Regions from separate parts of the Triticum aestivum genome. Here region 2 is linked to region 1. Evidence: chromatin contacts called from public Hi-C data. All regions are on one chromosome and are shown on one strand. Each heading gives the region's core, a stretch centred on a gene start, on an enhancer-like site or on the middle of the called end of the contact. The rest is flanking DNA. Distances are from core to core; before and after follow the strand shown. Region 1 holds the start of LOC123137404 (E3 ubiquitin-protein ligase SIRP1). Region 2 holds the start of LOC123137466 (probable prolyl 4-hydroxylase 4).

The links. A called contact is a pair of places that touch in the nucleus more often than the background predicts.
Region 2: a Hi-C map of leaf shows a contact between it and region 1, with 4 times the contacts expected there. The contact joins the promoter of LOC123137466 here to the promoter of LOC123137404 in region 1. A contact is called at or near these places in 2 of 5 Hi-C or Micro-C datasets (both in leaf).

The regions. Positions count from the first base shown.
Region 1 is chr1B:547,321,246-547,324,695 of IWGSC CS RefSeq v2.1, forward strand. It overlaps LOC123137404 (E3 ubiquitin-protein ligase SIRP1), which reads right to left and starts at 1,692. Exons shown (of 2, transcript XM_044557157.1): 1 at 1,272-1,692; 2 at 1-478. The coding sequence starts at 428.
Region 2 is chr1B:547,623,613-547,627,062 of IWGSC CS RefSeq v2.1, forward strand. It overlaps LOC123137466 (probable prolyl 4-hydroxylase 4), which reads left to right and starts at 1,495. Exons shown (of 19, transcript XM_044557258.1): 1 at 1,495-2,067; 2 at 2,550-2,631; 3 at 2,729-2,804; 4 at 3,143-3,202; 5 at 3,307-3,394. The coding sequence starts at 2,602.

The sequences.
Region 1 (3,450 bases), core at 442-2,941:
CCATGGTCACCTCGGTCCTCGTCAGGGTCAAGCGCTGCACCTTGTAGAGCGAGGGCCTGGTTGAAAGCACTGATCAGAACGGAGTTGTCCCTTTCCCTGTCATCTCTAAGGTCATCATGGATGCTATCAAGCACACGGCGCAGTGCCGATGCCCGTCGATGCCTTCTGATGAAACCCTCAAACTCACGGCCTATATCACTATTCTCTTCATCATCGCTGTCCCCCGGCGATCCTGCCTGCTCAAAAGGGTTGTCCAGAGGGTCCCACTGAGTTGCCCCTTGCTCTGTCAATGCCTCAACCTGCTCAACGGTCATCTCTTCGACGAACCCACCATCACACAATGGACACTTGAGCTCCTCCACCATGGCCTCCTCGACAGCCTGCTGACATTCATGGCACCAGTAGCGCGTGATGTCAGCTTCTGCCATAACGCCAATCCTTCGGTCGATCAAGCGTAGCACATGAGCAGAAGACAAATCTGTGAACCGTGCACAATGAGTCAGTTGAAGGGTAATAATCTGCATAAATCCCCAAGAAAACAACCACACATGAGATAATTTATCATCCATGAGAATAAGTGCAGCATATCAGGAACAATTTTATCAAGAACAAGTGGAACAACATGAGAAGCATGGTGTCCATGTGTGACTAAATTCCACACTGCAATGGCAATCAGGCATATCTCACAGGAGATCAGCATGGCGGACAAGAACAAGGAGAAGAACAAAGCTAGGTCTTGCATCTAACACAAAGTTAGCTCTAATATTTCTGATTCTTTAGGAACAGGAGTGGCAGACAGCCCTAATAATTCCTAAAGAGAATACCCAACTGAAGCCGCGGCGACACCGAGATCTCCGAGAAGGGGAGGCGGAGATCAAGAGCCTGGATTCCCAGCCCAAGAATGAGGTGCCGATTCTATTCTACGGGGAACAGGGTACTATTCCCACCTAAAAGAAGAGCGAAAACAAGGGACCAATTCGGACACTTCTCAAGATTCACACAACATCGGGCTGCCCCGGAAACAAAATTAGCGGCGAGACCCGTCGTCGATCCCAACCTAAACAAATCCTCGCATAAATCCCCGAACGAACAGGCACCCTAATCGATCCTTCGCAACAGAACGATATTATATTATTCGATTCGACGGGAGGGGGGATGGAACAGGCTCCACCGTGTTCTTGATTTGGAGCACACCGGGGCGAATTAGCAACCCCCAAAAAAACCATCTTTTGCTCGAAACTAAGCATCGAGAGAAGAAAGAAGTCGCTGACCTTTGGCTTTTCTCCCGTGGATCGGATTGGATCGGATTGGATGGAGTGGAGGCGGCCCCCCTGCTCCTGCTCCTGCTCCTAGTCCTCCCTCGCTGGAGGTAGGCCAAAGACGAACAGGAAGGGAGTTGCAGGGCAGGTTAGCTTGACTGGTGGATACTTTACTCCCCGGCCCCTAGAGGTTATCGTCCCTCTCCTTTTCCTTCATCGTCAAGAAAAATACCAGGGAGGATTTTTTTATATCTTCCAGGGCGCAAATCTCCAAGAGGAAATAATTTAGTTTCGGATCCCACCACACCAGCAAAGCGAAGTTTGTTATGGGTTGGAAGCACACAAAGCTTCTGATCTTTTTGGGGGATCTTTTTTATTTAGGTGATGGGGATTGAGGGTTTGGCCGATGGATAGGGCGTCCTTCTCATCATCCGGAGAAGAGCGGGCCACCTGTAAACTAGGCGCCTGATGGGTTATCTGCCCTGTTTTGTCGGTGTGCTAGCTAACTTCTGATGGCTTTGCTCTGGACTGATTATGCAGGATTCGTGCAAGTTTTGTTTTTGCTTTTGATATTTTGTCGGAGATTTTCCAATGATGGTTGGTGCTGCTTGATGGGCCAAACCAAAGAAGCATGAAGCATTGAAGCGTGAGGTTGCCGTGGCGTGTACAGTGACACAGAGTAGTCACGTGGTCAGTGGTCCTTGTTTGTCAAACCTTGCGTCTCCAGAGTTAATGGCAGCACGTAGCTCGGGATATGTTGGGCTGATCTCTCCACGTCGGGGTGAGATGGCAGCTTAACCCGGGCCACAGGTGCAGTACTTGTGGACTGTTGATCTCAGTTCAATCAATGGGCGAGATGGCTCATTGTGAGAGAAGTTCTGTCTAGATTAGTGGTTGATCGTTGATTTTCACCAAACTTGTTCATTGGCGGCTCCAACTTGGTTGGATTGACTCCAAACTTGGTGGATTCGTTCCACACTTGAAGCGCTTCGATTTGGTTGGTTTGGTCAATTAGAGCATCTCCAGCCGCGTCCCAACAGGCCCTTTCCAGGCGTTTTTGCCGCGCCGGCGCCAAAAAAACGGCCCAGTCGCCCCCCTCCAGAAGCCCGTTTTTCGCCGGCTCGGGCCGAAACTGATGCCAGCGGACCCAGGCAGAACCCGGCGCCCTGGGGGCGCCTGGGGCGCCGGCACAAGCGAAAAGGGCGCGTGGGTCCGCATTGTCGGCGAGTCGAGCGCCTCTTCCCGCCGTTTCTTCCCACTTTTTCCCACTTCCCTCCCATTTCCTCCTTTCCGCCAATCTACCTCCCGCTCGCCTCCCAGCCGGCCGCCATGGCACCGAAGAAGTACGCCGTTCCCCGCGCCGCGGCAACCGCGACCGCCTCCGTCGCCCAGACGAAACAGAGGAAGCCGAGGGCGCCGCCGTCCAAGCCACCGGGCATGACAAACACCGATTGGAGGGTAGAAGTGCAGCGACGGGAGGCCGTCACCGCCGACCGGCGGAACAGGGCCCTCGCCAAGAAGGCCCGCGACAACGCGGCACGCGCGGCTCCCGCTGCCGCTTCGGCGGACCAGGCCGAGGCCGAGGGGACTCGCGCGGGGATGATGAATCCCCCCGGCAACCACGCGCAGTATGCGCCCTGGGGCCAGCAAGGCGTCGGGTCTCCGTCGCCGCAGCCATGGGGATCGCCGGGCTACACCGACGGGGACGCGCACGGTGGGTTCAACCCAAACGTCACTTTCCCCCATGGACACCCGGCCCAGCGCACGCCCTCGCCCGCCTTCACCGGAGTGCAGTACCCTCCATACAACTACTCGCCGCCTGCGTGCGCGTCCTCCCCGACACCCCCTTTCCGCCGCTGCGCACTGCCCTTCTCGCACCTTGGCGACGCCGACGAGACCGAGGCCACATGGACGACATCATCGCGAAAGGTTCGGTCGCGGCCGCCGCGTCTCCCGGCTTCACCGCGGACGAGACGGTGGATCTCAACGGCGGCATGGACGGCGAGCTCGGCTACATCTACGCCAATGAGGAACAGGAGGAGCAGGAGGAGGAGGACAAGGAGGAGGAGGAGGAGGAGGAGGAGGAGGAGGAGGAGGAGGAGCCGGCGAGGAGGCGCAAGAAGAAGAAGCGGACGGCCAGGTCAGGCGAGCCGCGCATCAAGTGGGCGTCCAAGGAGGAGGAATGCCTCAC
Region 2 (3,450 bases), core at 245-2,744, 300 kb after region 1:
CTAGTCATTCACCATTGGGTCCTATGTAGTCCTAATCAGCCTGACTTTGCGCGCGTGTCAAGTTGACCACCGCCACGTAGACAACATCTTGCATAGAACCCCCCCCCCCCCCCCCCCCCCCCCCCAACCACCACCACCACGAAAACATCGCCTTTGAGGTGAACCAACCTATGGTTGGATGATTAGGATGTTAGGATGACAGTGGTATCCCCAGTCCATCGGAGTTCAAAGTCTCAGGCTTGACATTGGTGCTCGCATTTTTCTGGATTTATTTCAGGCCTTCTGACGATGTGCATTAAGTGGAAGAAGGTATCCTACTACGAAGGTGTCTGTGACGACTTCATCAATCTCATCACGATGTGTCAGCTCAGTCTATCGAAGATGCTCACAGGGTAGGATGTGCGTGCGTGCTTGCGTTCATTAGGATGAGTATATGTTGGTGTATGTGAGCGAGTTTGATTGCATTGTGTTAAAAAAAACATTGCCTTAGAATATTTTCCTAGATTCACCTTGTAGGCCTGCCCAACACGCTAGGTAAACACGGTTTGTTACGCAAACCAATCCGTGGTTGGATGGTTAGGCAGACAGGGTATCCCCATCCCACCACTACAGTGACTTCATAAAATCTCAAGACGATATGCCGGCTCAGTCGCTCGGAGGCGCATTTTATTTTTGCGAAAAAACTTCCAATCTATTCATCTTCAATCATGACAGTACAACGAACACAAGAAATAAAAATTACATTCAGATCCGTAGACCACCTAGCGACGACTACAAGCACCGAAGCGAGCCGAAGACGCGCCGCCGGTATCACCCCTCCATCGCCGGAGTCAGGCATAACTTGTTGTAGTAGACAGTCGGGAAGTCGTCGTGCTAATGCCCCATAGGACCAGCGTACCAGAACAGCAACCGCCACCAATGAAGAATAACATAGGCTGGAAGGATTCAATCCGGAGACACACGAACGTAGACGAATAGGATCCGAGCAAATCCACGAAAGATAGATCTGCCGGAGACACACCTCCACGCGTCCAACAACGATGCTAGATGCACCGCCAGAACAGGGGCTAGACGGTGAGACCTTTATTCCATTTTTAGGTAGCCGCCGCCGTCTCGCCTCCTTAGCAGGACACAAACCCTAAACCCTAGACCGGGGTGCCGAGCCTTGCCGAGTCGCTCCTCAGAACCAGTCCTCTCAAGTCTCGCCCTATATGGCGCCACCTACTCAAGTACACACACTATTGTTTGAGATTGGTGTTTCTTTAATCTGGTTTGTGATTTGTGAGGAACCACTGCTTGGAAACGGAATGATTCAGCCAAAAGCCAGCCATGGCCGGGTAAAGAAAGTGTCAGACACGGAACCAACGAGGCACCACATAAAATAAGCTTCCCCTTTTGTCCTTGTGTCCACCGTTGACCAGCAGCAGACAACGAGCGGTTCCAAGGCCAACTCAACCAACCAACCAACCAACCAACCCAAACCGCCTCCACCACCACCTTCCCTCCGCCGCGCGCCAAAACCCAATCAATCCCGCCGCACGTGCGCCGCCCAAGCTCCTCATTCCCTCCCATGGTCCACCACCACCGCCGTGCTCATGCCGCGTCGTGCCGCCCGTAAACAAACGCCGCGGAGGGGGAGGTGAATTCTTTTTTTCTCGGGTGGGAGGGGAGGAGAGGACGCCGCTGCTGTGCACAGTACGGGACAGTTGTCCGGGGAGAATAGTTTAATTCTCCGGGCCGGGTGGGGGGTGCGGGGCCGGCCTAGGTAATGGCCGCCGTGCCCTCGACCGTGCGCCTCCTCCTCCCGCACCTGCAGACCCCGCCCCGGCTTCCAGGGGTCGTCGTCTCCGCGCCGCCGCTCCTCTTCCTCCTCCTATCCGCCTCGCCTTTCTTGTCGCGGCCTTCCCGGTGGTTAGGGGGAGGAGTCGTTGGGCTAGCTCCTTCTTGGTTAATTTAGGAGGAGGGCCCTGCGCCTCTGGTGGGGGAGGAGGGATTCAGTCCACGGCTCTCCCGGGCGGCGCTGCGGTGGCCGGATTTGCTGTTGGCGGCAAAACTGCTGCTGATTCGGTGGGTTCCTGCTTCGCCTCCGCACTGCTGTGATTTCTGTTTCATTTTGTGCTGTTTTCTCTCCTGTTCATCTCTGTCTCTCTGTTGCGAGCTGTAATGTGCAGTGGATTCTCAAGATCCCGTGTGTCAGATACAGATAGGTAGCCTACTTTTTGGAAAGGGCGTGCTCTGTGGATGTGGGGGCTGTTTTTGATGTGAAAGGCTTCTGTTTACTTTTGCTTGGGCCATATATCTGTTCTTCCACGTCTAGAGTGAAGGAATTTGAATTTGAATTTGAAGAACAATTTAGATCCAGGAGGTTCTTTTGGGGTGTAAATATTCTCCTTCATTTCCTCTTTTTTTTTTCTGGGACAAGTATATGTACATGCTTTTTTCCCCCTATTTATTTGTGCTGATGTCAGAGTTACCCCCCTGTTCATCTAATTAGTATTTCCTTGAGATGAACCGGGCAATCTTTAATTTCTACCAAATAATGCGGTCAGATTTGAGCCGGGAATAATAAGCTTCGGTTGTTTTCGGCGGATTTCAAAGGGAATGGCGTTTCCAGATGATGAAAAGATGAAGGTATGTGTCTCTTGTTTCACCCCATTTTGCTCCTCTTTCTTAGTTTCAGAGATACATCATTGACTTAAGAATTTGGCTTTACATCATTGTACTCTAGGGCTGTCGTCCAAAGATTTTTGGGGCGAAAGATAAGAAAGCCGCAAAGAAGACAGACCGTCCAAGCTCCTCCGCTGGTAGTTAATCTTAATTCTTTTGGAAGCTGAATAATTGAGTCACTGTCTTGTAGCAACGTGATCACAAGTAACAAATAGATGAGCGCAATTTTATCAAAATTTAGTTCATCTGGGTTCAAATTTTTTTTGTTAAGTTGGTTGTCAGTTCATTAAGTCCATTGAGCCTCTGTCAACTTCGTATAATCAGTGCTACGAAGAAGCAGCCTGTTCAATGGAATATGCTAGAATTCATGTGTTCAAGATTCAAGAATACACATTTTGACATTTTGTATCGAATTCGGTACCATGTTAATAGGATTTCGTGATGATACTGTTCCATGTTCTCTTGTCATCTGCAGTTAAGTCTGCACCAAGCTCCTCCAAGGCACAATCTTCTTCCCCATTCAGACCACTTTCAGGTAGTTTTCTATCTGGCACTTTGCTGCACTGGATCACTCTTTCGATGCTGCTGGTTTTATTTGACTGGCTTATTCTTGTGTTTCTTTGGACTAATTGAAAGCAGAAGTTAGGAGCATGCGTGAGGTTAGGAGCATGCGTCTGAGCCATTTTCTAGCCCGTTCTCCAAGTGTCATAAAAATTGAATCTTTTAGGTCAGGTCAAACACCCTAACTTGCATTTTCAGTTATGTGTCACTCTATAGTTGGAA